Regions from separate parts of the Triticum aestivum genome. Here region 2 is linked to region 1. A link is a contact called in public Hi-C data. All regions are on one chromosome and are shown on one strand. The core of a region is the stretch at or near the end of the contact, and the rest is flanking DNA. Distances in the headings are between cores, read along the strand shown.

Evidence for each region. Hi-C and Micro-C count contacts between places; a contact is called where the count stands out from the background.
Region 2: a contact with region 1 is called in a Hi-C map of root, with 9 times the contacts expected there. The contact joins the promoter of LOC123191842 here to the promoter of LOC123190179 in region 1. A contact is called at or near these places in 5 of 5 Hi-C or Micro-C datasets (leaf, root and an unstated tissue) and 1 of 1 datasets of contacts at active chromatin or transcription factors (leaf).

What each region holds. Positions count from the first base shown.
Region 1 is chr2A:680,309,750-680,316,098 of IWGSC CS RefSeq v2.1, reverse strand. LOC123190179 (myosin-2 heavy chain) reads left to right here and starts at 4,604. Exons shown (of 8, transcript XM_044602778.1): 1 at 4,604-4,836; 2 at 5,966-6,064. The coding sequence starts at 5,993.
Region 2 is chr2A:680,565,507-680,572,033 of IWGSC CS RefSeq v2.1, reverse strand. LOC123191842 reads right to left here and starts at 3,917. Exons shown (of 2, transcript XM_044604419.1): 1 at 3,839-3,917; 2 at 201-1,557. The coding sequence starts at 3,917. The coding sequence ends at 479. LOC123190180 (gamma-aminobutyrate transaminase 1, mitochondrial) reads left to right here. Exons shown (of 19, transcript XM_044602779.1): 19 at 1-319. The coding sequence ends at 16.

The DNA.
Region 1 (6,349 bases), core at 3,355-5,854:
CGAATATGGTAATAAATTTAAATTACCACCAGGTATGGTAAGGCTATCGATCCAGGTATGGCACGCCCTCACCTGATCACCTATCACAATCTCCAGCCCCACGCACGCACCAAAGAACCCACCCGGCACCAAACGCAGCTCCTCTCGACCCCCTCGAGTAAACGCCGCCACCGTCGTGCGATCTTCCTGACACAGACGCCGTCGCCGCCTCCTTCCCACCTACGGCGTCCCCCACGTCCATGGTGACGGCGCTCGCGTCCTACACTGACCCTCCGCCTCATATAGGTTGGTCGTTGACGGAGTGGGATGTGCCGCTGCGGTTTGGGGAGGCGCAATCACGACCTGGTTGGGATCTCAGTGTGGACTCGTTCTCTATGATGAAGGATGGCGCTGCCTCCCTGGCAAATGGGATCGAAGGAAGGGGCTCTACGTCGTGAATGTCGGCGAGGCAGCGGCCGAAGGCGAGCCCGACGGTGAGCACGGGTGTTCGTCCTATGAAATAGGCGGCCACGGAGGGCGGATCTGAGGCCACCCCAATCGCCGGTGGCCCTTCCTCCCATCGCTCATCGCCTCCATTCTCTCTCTCCTCTAAATCTTTGTCGCCCCTGCCTGATTCTGGCCGACGCCATCCGACTCTCGCATCGACCACCACCAGCACGGTTGCGGACGAGGCGCAACCGCAGCCGCCGCCGCCATCCTCATCCACCTCCTCCACCATCCTTCCCAGCCGTCGTCGGGGGCACCCGCCATCTGCGCTCTAGCCCACCCGCTCCCTCATATCCCCTTCCCCTGCCTGCCAGCCCCGTGATCCATCGCACAGATGGCAGGTACTACAGCGACCTCCTCCCCAGCGGATCCGGCCTCCTCCGATGGAGATCCATCCTGGGCACCGCCTTATTCTCATGCGTGCACGTTTATATCAACGTCTCATTCTACCTCACCTCACCTAAGCCTTTACCTTCCCACCTCTGCTTCAGATCCACATCACTTTGCAAGGTATGTGCTTGATTGTTTCGAACTGGATCGATGGATTATGCAAGGTACTTTGGGTGTCGTCATTGACGGCAATTGTCACGCCATGCTACCATCGGAGGGGTCCCTCATCGATGATTAGGGTCTTCCGAACTGCACGAGCTCCATTGAGAAGGATGTTTTTAATTCTGGTTTTGCCTACATGCTTTCTTTGCCTATATCTACTTAGCTAATGTCTTCTTATAGATAGTAGCTGCTGAAGTGGTGATCAAAGTTGTTCACTATAAGGAAACAACCATGATAACAAAAGTGTATATTCCCTGACCTTTGACCTGAAGTACTTTTTCATTAGAAACTTGCAACAGCCTGGCATTGAAATTAGCAACAGCTTCGTACGTACTGAACTAATTTGCAGCAACACGTACTGAACTAAGTTAGGTTATGCTCATCGTTCCAACATGCTTAGTGATAACCACCTAGCAAGCTGATCAAACATGAAAAAATTGAAGTGCTACTGCTAATCGTACTATTCTGAATGTGAAAATCTATTTAATTGGCTCTTCTCTAATTGCACACTTGCATAAATCTCAGATCTTGCAAATTACAGTATAACCATAAAAGTCATGCTTTGACTCCTATAGGGCCTTTTGCACTTTAATATGACTAATAATTTGCCTTAATATCACAGATTGTATTACTACCTTTCTAAGTGAATGACATTCAAGAAGGTCATTAAATAAAACCAAGAAATCCTTCTGGTATTGGAGTGTAGGAAAGATAAGACTATAAAACCAAAATGTTATATTTACGTTTATTAGAGAAGGTTCTTTACTTTTTATAGGAAAACACAAAATATTGCGATGTAGAGTCTAGGTGGTGGGCCTCCTTGATCCACTTGGTGGATGAGGGCGACTCCGGTCCTGGCACCCATAGTGCCAGTGACCCAAAAATCATAGGGTCTGGATATAGCTCTAGCAGACGTATGCGGCTTGCGCATCGAGCTTGGTCGTCTCGAGCATGGAGATAGGCGAGTTGTAGACCAAGAGCTGGTACAGAGATAGGCGAGTTGTAGACAAGAGCTGGTGGGCAGCAAGAAACGCATGCACACCAAAGAACAAATCTGAGTCACATGCCTACTTCTATTGGTTTCTACAAAGAGCGGCTAGCTTAGATCTTAGACCAGTCGGTCACTGTCGAGGTCGCCAAGGTGATCTTACAGCACCGCCGTGGGGATTTCTCATGATTTTATGTAGGCAAGCCGCAAGTGGTGGTGGTAATTGGCTGGGTGGTGTCGCTGCCTTGGGAAGAGACGAAGTGATGGTAAAAGTAAGCAGGATCCGATGATTCTTCCGTGGGGATAGCCAAAGTCAAGATGTCGACTACAGACTCGTCGCAGACTTGCAGTGAACCTGGATGCGGCAAGCCTGATTTGTGGATCGATGGCGGGTCTTGACTTTGTTAGGCCGGGATTGGATGGTTGCGGAGGGTGGTGTGCTTGATTGGATTCCCATGGAAGAATGTGGCCTCCTCGTGGATCTGGTCATGCCCATCCTAGAGAACATTGTGTCCCTAGCTTCCTCGAGGAGCAAGGACAGTGCAAGCGGCAGCAGGGGGTAGGGGTAGATGTGGGGAGGGATGTCGGCGGCTGCTCGAGGTCATCATGATGAAACCCTTGACGTCCCATCTTTATCAATGGAAGTGGAAGAGCACGAAGTCGAGATTGGATAGGAGTTTGAGTTCTTTTGAGCACGAAGTCGATTCTAAAAGGGATAGGCACTTTTCAACAGAAGTGCATGACGGACCAAAAATATGACCTCATTTTATTTGTTTGATAGATATCGTATTATTCGTTGTTGTTCGTTCGGTGAAATTTCCTAATATTTGATTGTTGTGTTTCTAATTAGAGCACCCCATAATCACCCAATATGAGGGGATGATAAATGAAAGATACTGATTATAAATTTTAAAGAGCCCGTGGCAACGCACGGGCGTTATACTAGTGTTATCTAAAGCGCTAAAAGGTTATCTCATAATTAAAATGAGACACACTGCTATTTTCTTTTTATTATTCATCGCTCAATATTACAGACATGTGTGCGACTCTTTTCTTCCCCTCTCACGAAGGCGACTTGGGTCAAGTATTCCTCCCCTCGATCTCCATTGACAAGCCCGTGGATTCGCCTCCTATTTGTCTATCTCTCTTGTGACAGGTGGCGAGGAGGGGCATCTCGGTGCCTGGACTCCGACTAGTTTATAGGTTATGGTTTTAGTCCTTGCAGGGGTGGCACTCAGGCCGATGGTGGCGCTTCATATTCGAGTCAGTCTTTTGGGATCCGATCCTCCTCGATTTTTCTGTCGGGAACGGATTCAATGGAGCACGGGCATATATTCTTGTCGGCTCCTCGGGGCGGCGAGGTTAGAGTTTCTCACCTTGCGTACAATGCAGCAAAAATGCGTGTCATTCAGGCTTTGTAAATCTATTCAAGGGTCCAGCAGCGATGAAATGCGACTCCGTGGATCTGGTCCTTAGGGACACGTGTATAAAATATTCCAACTGTCATCGACAATATCAGGCTAGTCCGGTCTTTGTGAAAAGAAAAAAACTCAACAAATATCTTACGTGTCATCACTAAGAGAAGTTTTGTTGAGAAACACAGTACAAAAGCAGACGCTTACAACACGCACACACACTAATCTTCTTTGTGAACACACGGATGCAAAGAGAAAGCTGGCATAGTACATAGAGAACAAATGTCGGTGCAAAATATAATGAACTGCCAAAACAATTGGTTGTACTCGCGTGATCAGGACAAAGAGAGAAACACTATCACGGTGGCAAAGCCATGAGGCAACATGAAAACGATAGCAGGTTCTTGTTTGCGGACGAACGGAGGGATTAGCTTGCAAGGTAGCCCAAAACCACAAAGACGTGCACGGTGGAAGTACTTTTTTAGTTTGGAGGAGTGCATTATCGGTGCGCCGAGTTATTGTGAGTTTCTATCAGGGAAAGCGTGATGATAAACACCTCTAGCATCAAAGGAGAATCGGTCCTCCGAAAGGAAACGGCTTTGATGCGGGGATGCGAAAATGACTTGGCGTTTATTTTTACCGATTGAGCTGCTGACTTGGTGTGCTTGATTTCGTTTTGGTTGGTCCCAGGAGTGTGGACGACGGTGAAAAGCGAGAGGAATTTGAATGTGCGTTTCTACACGGGCGACTAGACTCTTATGGATGTTTGAATGTGCTTGCGACTCTTTGGCCGGTAAATAAGGTAGATTAAGAAAAAGGTGGCGGAGATTTCTCAAAACCTTCCGCTGGCCGCGGCTAACAGCGAAGTTTTTACGCTTCATCAGGGGGATCTCGTTGCAAAATTCCCTCCCTCCCGAGAACGCCGCCCGCAAGGCCCCAACACGCGCAGGGCGCAGGCTGTTGCGCGCGGAGTGTCGTCCCGGTAATCCCGCCGCCCACGGGTTGATCCCCTCTCGTCCACCGACGCGCGGGGCCAGGCAGTCCGGGGCCCACCGGGCAGCGAGCGTGAGGGAGGTGAGCGCACGGGGTCGGTGAGGCTAGCAACCCCCGCCGGCTTTATTGGCGGGGCCCAGGCCAACTCAGCGGCACGTATGCAGGCAGATATAAACCCCTCCACGAAGGAGCAAATACAACGCGCTTCCCAAAAACCCCAACCAGATTAAAAAAGATTCTCTCCCCCCTCCCACTGCTCCAATCTCCCCCTCTCTTTCTCGAACTTCCTCGCTGATTTGGCCGCGGCGTCTGCTCCGCGGCCGCCTGATACGGCCGCCGGAAAAGGCAGAGACGGGCGAGGATCTCGGCCGCCGGGAGCTTCCGTCGGCCACCCGATCCGAGGTGAGCTCCTGTTCATTCTGGTTAACTAGCGAGCGTAATTTTTCCGGTGTTTGTTCTCTCTGTTTTTTTTTCTTTTTTCTTTTTGAATCTGATCGCGTCTGTCGAGCGACGGCCCGTCGGCGATCCGCTGGTTCTCGGCGGGAGGGGAGGCACTGGTTACGCCATTTGATCCGACCTCCACCTCTGGAGCGGCGCCTTCCGGCGCCTGAACTGAGTCGCCGCCCGCGGAGTGGATTGGGGGAGTTTTTTTTTTTAAATTATCGCTCCGATTCTGCCGCCTCCGGCTGCTCCGCTGCCCGCCTCTGCTTTCGCCATTTCGGTCGGCTCCCGCACACGATTTCGCTCGGAGCCAGCCGCCCGTCTGCTCGCGGCGGGGCGGAGGGTGGTGGGTTTGTTGCTGTGGATGAGGACCGTGCTGTTTCGATCAGGCTGTGGGCGTCCGATCGATCGGGATTTTTTTTTTGACTTTGAGGTGCTGCGGATGGCACGTCCCTGCTCGGGGTAGGAGGAGGGGGCGGCGACCGTGGGAGGGAGGGCTGGTTGGTGGGCACCAATTGTCGTTTTTGTCTTTTGCCTTTTTCTGGCTCGGTTGCTGGACTATTTGGTGGATATTGCGTTCGGTAGGCTGGGAGCCGCTTGTTCTGCAAAATTCAGTGTGAGCTCGGATCAGAGTTTTGGGAGAGAAAAAAATATATACTTAGACGGCCACTTGTTGATCGATCGGATCGGATCCTTGTGCGTGTAGCATAATTCTGGTCCTGATTGGCCTTGTGTGGAGTTGGTACTGCCTTTGACTGGTAGGTGGTAGGCTATGTATACAGGAAGAAGAGATCATGAAATTCTTTACGATATCATTGTGTTTGCTTTTGCCAAAATAACAACGAATAGTTGGATCCGAGCTGTCGCCTTTCCTCTGTGTCCAGTCTGTAGTGAAGTAGTCTGTACACAAAATCAATTGTTTACTTTACCCCCACTCAGCCTGTTTTTGGGAGACTGTTGCACCCTTTTTGGCTCGCGTTGATTGGATCCCATTTGTGGGTTACATCATCATTACACATTATCTTGATGCCTGTATACTCATTGATGATGTGAGTATTTGATGCCAGTATTTTCTTGTTGTGAATGGCAGAAACGAATACTAAGCTAGTGGCCCGAGATGGAAGCAGAACAGGCGGCGCAAGTAAGCTCTGGGGAGACGACCAGTCTTAAGTCGCCTGATACGATTCTGGTAAGGAGAACATTCATCCATGAAGTCTAGTGCATGTTCGAGATTCCAGCGTACTTACAGAAATGAGTGATGTGTGCATATCTTGTTACTTTCTTAATATGTTTTATTCATGCTCAGTTTTGTTATTTGGCGTCCAATACTTCTTGATGCCAAAAAAGATAAGAAAAAGTGTAGTTTCTGAGCATGTTTTGGCTGGGTGACTGAAATATATTGTTGTCTTCAGTACTTTAGTCATTTGTCAATTCATACATTGGTCACTGCTAGTACTTGAATATCATTCATTTG
Region 2 (6,527 bases), core at 2,668-5,167, 260 kb before region 1:
ATCGAAGAAAAACTAGACAAGATGCAGCACAACGATGATGATAACGTCGACTGCGGCGATGGTCTCGGATGTGTACAGAATAATTCCTCGCTGTCAGGTGGTAATAACGCACCGGAACGGACGCTGTTCTTGATGCGCGGAATGGCAAAGCATTCTTTCACCGAGCGATGGTGATTGACGACTTGATTACAGACAAGATAGATTTTGGTACATTCTTACCTCGAAAGATAATCTGCCAAATAAAGCCGTTTATAAGCTTGCCACTTTGATAATCTCTTGTACTGACACAATTTGAAACAATTTGAAAGAATTCCTTTGAGATCTCTTGTACGGACCTACGTATGAATCGTTCAAATTTGATGATGTTCCTCAGAAGAGAAGAAACGAAAGAAATGTGAGATGGTGCAATGTCTAAAATAATCGCGCATGGCTGCCGTGCCGACACATTAGCTAGCGACGCAGCATCCGGCGGCGGCTTCTAAGCGCAGACGAGCGAGACGTCGTCGACGACGGGCCCGCAGAGCGAGCCGCTGCCGTCGGACATGGTGTGGTAGCCGGAGCTATACAGCACCACCCGCGTGCGGCTCCCCTCCGCCGTGAACGACAGCGCGCCGCGCGCGCGCCCGCCCGTGCCCCGGGAATGGTACTCCACGGCGGCGGTCCCCTGCGCCCCCGTGGCCGCCGCCACCACGCGCATGGGCTGCAGCTCCGGCCCGCACGCCACGCACCCGTCCCCGGCGTCCCCGACGGAGAACTCCATCCGGCACGCGCTCCCCGGCACGGTGTCCACCTCCTGCACCAGCGCCGCCTCCACGCCGGCCACCAGCTCCACGGCGCGCGATCCGCCGGGCACCGCGTGGCGCGCCGCGTCCACGTACTTGGCCGCCTTGGAGTAGGACATGACCATCCACCCGGGCAGCGGCGACACGGCGCCCTCGCCCATGGGCGGCACCAGCACCCCGCACGTCGACCCCGGGGCGACGTACGGCCCCTCCTCGAAGCCCCCGTTCCTCAGCAGGTTGCCGCCGGCGGCCTCGGCGGCAGGGTGGAGGGTCTTGATGGCGACGGCGTCGACGAGGGGCCCGCAGGCGGGGTCCTCCGCGCCGCCGCCGTCGTCGCTGTGGTGGATGACGAGCGTGACGACGCCCCGCTCGGCGTGGAAGGCCCAGGCATACGAGTCCCAGCCGCTGGCGCTGTACACGGTCTGGATGGGGAGCTCCCGGCCGGGCGCGTCGGCGGCGGCGTCGGGGACGACGGAGAGGCGGAGGCGCTCGGACTGGCCGCAGGTGCGCGCGGCGCTGAAGGTGACGGAGTAGCGGGCGCCGCGGGTGACGCTGAGCTGCTGCCGGACGGAGGCGCCGCTGCCGAGGCGCACGGCGTGCGCGCCCTCCGGCACCGGCAGGACCATGCCGTCGCCCGGCCGGTCCGTCCCCGACTCGACGTACTCCACGGGGCCGGCGGCCTTCCAGTAGGGGATGGCGTGCGCGCCCGTGACCCTCGTGCCGTTCATCTGCGACCTGTTCGGCGGGTACTCGAAGTTGCCGTTCAGCAGCGGGCCTGCATGCATGCATGCATGCAGCGGGCACAAATTAGTGATGGCATATTGGCATGCATGATGTGTCAGTGTCAGGCAGTGAACCGTCAACCTAGAGTAGATCTCAGGCGTTGACATTCTGCATAATAATCTGAACCATACATGTACCCACCCGTACGCAGCACGTTAGAGTGCAGAGCCCTGATTTGATCTCTGTGGTTCTAACAGGTCAATGCCGGCAATTTTCAAGAAAATGTTAGGAGTACTTTTTTTACACTCCGTCGACTCATAGATGAATCAATTTTGTGCACCCTGGTTTGATTCCTTTTGCACGATATCGTGCGAATAATTACAAGTCAACGCCAGCATTTTTCTAGGGAGTACTCCCTCAGTTCCAAATCAAATCAAGTTGTACTCTATTGTTGAACTTCTCCTTCAGTTCCAAATGAAAAATATGCTACTTCAATGTCAGTTTAAAACCGCGGCACTTATTCCGGAGAAGCGAGGAAGCGAAGAGCTTCCGAACGGGCCCTTATTATGGATCGGAGGAAGTATTACATAGTACAACGGTATATTTTGTGATGGATATTATAATGAAACTAATTTGATGTTGTTGATATGCAAATATATTGTCCCCTCTTTCTATCAGTTCAAACTTTCGGATGAAATAATTGGAGCATTAATTCAATATGGTATCGATGCTAAAAGGTCTCGGGTTCAAAACAATGCTAACACGGTATTAGAAAAGAAGATATTTGTGCCCACATCAATCCCACGCATGACTACAAAAAGGCCTAGATGCGAGGAAGAGTTTTGAAATATATCGCCCGTCTCATTCCATCGGTTTGAATTTTTGGAGTAACTGGTTGAACCACAAATTCAATTATCTTGACACATTTTTCTATAGACTTTCAAATTTTAAAAAGGTTGACATAAATCAAAGCTAGATCTTCAAATTTGCTAACATTTTATTAGATTTAGTGAAGTTTGACATAGGAGGGCCTGCCCCATCGGAATCCAAAACACCATCCCCAAGGGCTAATCTGAGAGGTCTTTTGGGGCTGAGCAACCCCACGTCTGTCATTTTACGAGCTCAATTTCATGCCTCTCTGTGTACATGGCTTAGTGAGTTGTTGTTATCCCATGTTGTGCTATCCTTCTTCTATCAATGAAAAGATATGCAACTTTTGCGTATTCATGAAAAAGAAGGAAAAAAGGTTTGACATAGGAAATCCTTGCTCAGCTTGCTGTTGCTGGCGGTGGCGACACCTGCGGGTGCCGTGTCCTTGTTGAAGGCGCTGCCATGGTCTTTTGTCTGTGTCCCGCTTCGCGCACCGGGGGAAACCCCCAGGTCTGGTTCACCAGATCGGACAGCGGCGGCATCCCGACGTCGTATCCTTCTTGAAGGCGCGGTCTTGGTTGCTCGTGGCGTCTCCAGTGTTGGAATTAAAGATGGTGGACGCCAAGCTTGGTTTTGGGCTGCTTCTCAGGGCATGGGCATTCGGGGCGCAATGTACGACATTGTCGGTGCCTCATCCATGGCTTCTTCCTCCTGTTCAGCCAAATCCTGCTTCCCACTTGCCAACTCCTCTAGGCGCTTAAGGTGGGGGTACGTTGATTTGGTCTGTCTTGGAGCGGTGGCCGTGCGACGGTGGTGCCTTGTGATGGTTGTGACGCGGTCTAGGTGCTCTGGGTCTTGTCTCCTCGCCTTCCTTGGCTGGAGTTTGAGCTAGGAGAGTGTATGCTGTGTTGTATTCTTTCCCACTTCCCCCTCTTTTATCTATGTTACTCTTGTTCTCTCCTACCTATTAATGAAATGATATGCAAGCTTTGCGTATTCGCGAAAAAAAAGCACAGTCGATCAAGATTTCTGACGAGCTGGAGGGGGGGGGGGGACATGGTTGGAGTTGCGAGTCAAGGTAAAGGTGGCGGCCATGATACAGGAGAAAGAAGGGAAAATGCGACCCATTTGGATTTGGGTCGAACTGTAAGTAACTGAAAAGAATTGTGTATGGAAAAGGTTGCCGTCCCCAGTCGGCAGTGTGGCATCCAATGGCTAGCACAGAATGGTAATTAAACTTAGACAATAGATTGTTAAGAAAAAACTGAGACAATAGACGGGTATTTCCTATGCATCTTTGCAACACACGTAGCTAGAATGTATGCGAACATGACCAAAGACGTTCGAACTACCTAACCAAGTGACGGTCGATCGCTAGACGGCAATCGCATTTAACGAACGACTAATCACTCATGGATGCAGGCAAGATGTAAACAGTGCAGTAGCTTTGGCGATGCTCTCACCATCTACGTCGGGGGCAGCTCGGGCTGCCGCGAAGGCGAGCAGTAGCACCGCGGCGCAGCGCGCGCCGCCGACCACCATCGATTCGATCGATCTCCTCCTGGCGATCGATCCGCTGATCGAAATACCGGTGCACGATCTACTGGGTGAACAGGTGAAGTGAAGTGAAGTGAAGGTGGTTTGTTCCAATTTTATAGGAAGACGACGGATCGCAGGTGTGCGGTGTCCGTGGCAGCAGGGTCCAGGGTGGTGACTTCGCGGAAGGCGCCGGTCGGTGGAGCTCAACTGGCCGTCGTCAGTCCGGCAGCCTGGCTGCCTCCCCCTCGGCCCGCCGCCGCGTGCGTGCGGTCACGTGCTGTGCTGCTGTGTGCGCCTGCACCGCCGTTGCGATTCCCGTGCATTCCCTCGATCGCCCACGGGCACGGCTGAGGATGGAGGACGGCGGCACACGCCTACGCGCGCTTTGACTCTCTTCCATGGCCACATGGCCGTGTTTCCTCCGTGCCTTGCGGAATGCCCGATGGCCCATCAATGCGACAGTACGCCGTGTGTTCCTCGCGACACCGTGCCACTGCCGGAGTGCCGTCCGGTTTCCTCCGTGCCTTGCGGAAACGCAGGCGTGCGTAGGCGAGGCGGGCAGCGCCGTCCGGCGTCCGAAGTCCACTGCGCCCATGGCCACGGGGGAAAGGTTTCCGCGTCAACAAATTTGTCACTGCAATAAGTCATGGACTGGGCCACTGGGGGCGCTTGGGCAGCAGGCCAGGAGGTCGCTCTTAGCTGGGCCACGAGCCGAGTACGCATGCCGGGCCGTCTGAACGGGCTCACGGGCTCATGGCTGTTGTTGTTTTTTAAACATGGTCTGACGGTTGTTGGAATGAAGGCCGAGCGATGCATTTCCGGTGTTTTTTTTTCCAAAATACATTTCCGGTGTTAACCTGGCTAGCTTGAGCGTCAACCTAGGTTCTTCAAAAGAATAAAGGAAACTTTATCGTCAACCTGCTCTCCAAGCATCCTTGGTACGTACGCAGTGTACATGGGAAATGCTCAGCTACCACTCCATGCTCGTAAGCTGGCTTAGCTGAGCTAGCTCGTACTAGTGTTTGGGCGCTATAGTTTGGGTTTTGTACTCTAATGGGCACTGACAGCACGGCCATTATCAGCTCCTGCTTTTTCATGCCGTATATGATTATAAGTTGAATGACGGATAGCACCGAACTGTCTCGCTCGGAACCCTTTTCAGCTGGTGAGATGTATCCATGAGAGGAGAGAGTGTCGGCCGGATCCGATCCAACAAGAACCAGGCGATGCCGTCTCTTTTAACTTGTACGACGAGGATGATCATAATGTCGTCGGCGATGATGACATCGGCTGTGAAGAGAACAATCTGCTCGCTGCCAGATGGTAATAGTGCACCGGAATGGACACTGTTCGTGATGTAGAAAACTGTGAACTATTCTTGCGCCAAAGACTATTAAACATTGGTCCACTAACCATGGTTGAACTTCTGATTATGTTGAACAGAGCATGGTCGCGTCGAACCAAACATCCCTACAGATTCTAAGGGCATATCCAAGGGGCCTTCGTCAAACGGACGCCTCCAAATATTCCAAAGCATCAAGAATCATAAGTAGCACAATGCATCAATAATCCAAAGAGAAATGTTTTAATGCAAAAATATTCCACAACCCAATCGTAATACAGTTTTGAAATAAATTGGCTCAAATTTAAATTCAACACATTCTTACATATGCTATTATTGTTCATATGAACCGCCCACAAGTGCTACACCAGATTATTTTGAAGTTGTGTATGGGTTTCTCAATTGCGAATCTGAGAAGAGCATCTACAACCAGAATTATCAATTACGGGTCCCTATACGTCCGCGGACTCGTCCAGACACACCCGTGGACAGTGACCGGACGACTCTCAAATAATGCGTTTTGCAACCATAATCCCTATTTCAAAAATATCAAATACACGCAAACACATGCACGCCGATGATCTTGGCCAAATATTATTCAATGCACATAAATACAAATTGTGTGTACTTAAGAATACATAGTTCAAACATAAATATTGTTCATAGTGCATAATTGATAAACTAAAAGCAAAGTTTACTGATTTCCAGTGTGGACCCGCATATGCTCCACAAGATCATTCAACATGCACATGTTGATCTCGCAATTGTCGATGCTTTTCCAAAAAGTTTGCAATACTCTCTGCCCCTTGTTCCAGGAGGCGAACATGAGTTCTGGGCTTCTCAATATCATGTGTGCGTGCTGGCCCTTCATCCTCATCCTCGACAATCATGTTGTGCAAGATTACAAAACATGTCATGAGCCGCCAAAGTGTCTCCACTTCGCACATTATCGCAACTCCACAAATCCGACGAGGCGATGAACTCGTTGAATAAGAATTCATCAAGGTCAGAGTTCTCATAGCCATTATTCCATGATGAATCCATTGAATGACCTAGAAATGATGACCGAAAGAATCAAAATCTAGCTCTGTCACTTCACCGAACACGTAGAGCGCGAGGTGTATATATGGGAGAATTGAACGTATCGATATGACGTTCGGTGGTGGAGAACCACGGTCAGCGGCGGTGTGGATTGCGGCTTCCGGTGGCTAAGCCCTAGGTTGGGGATGACAGCGGAGCAACGATGCCGGCGGAACTCTGGTGACGACTCT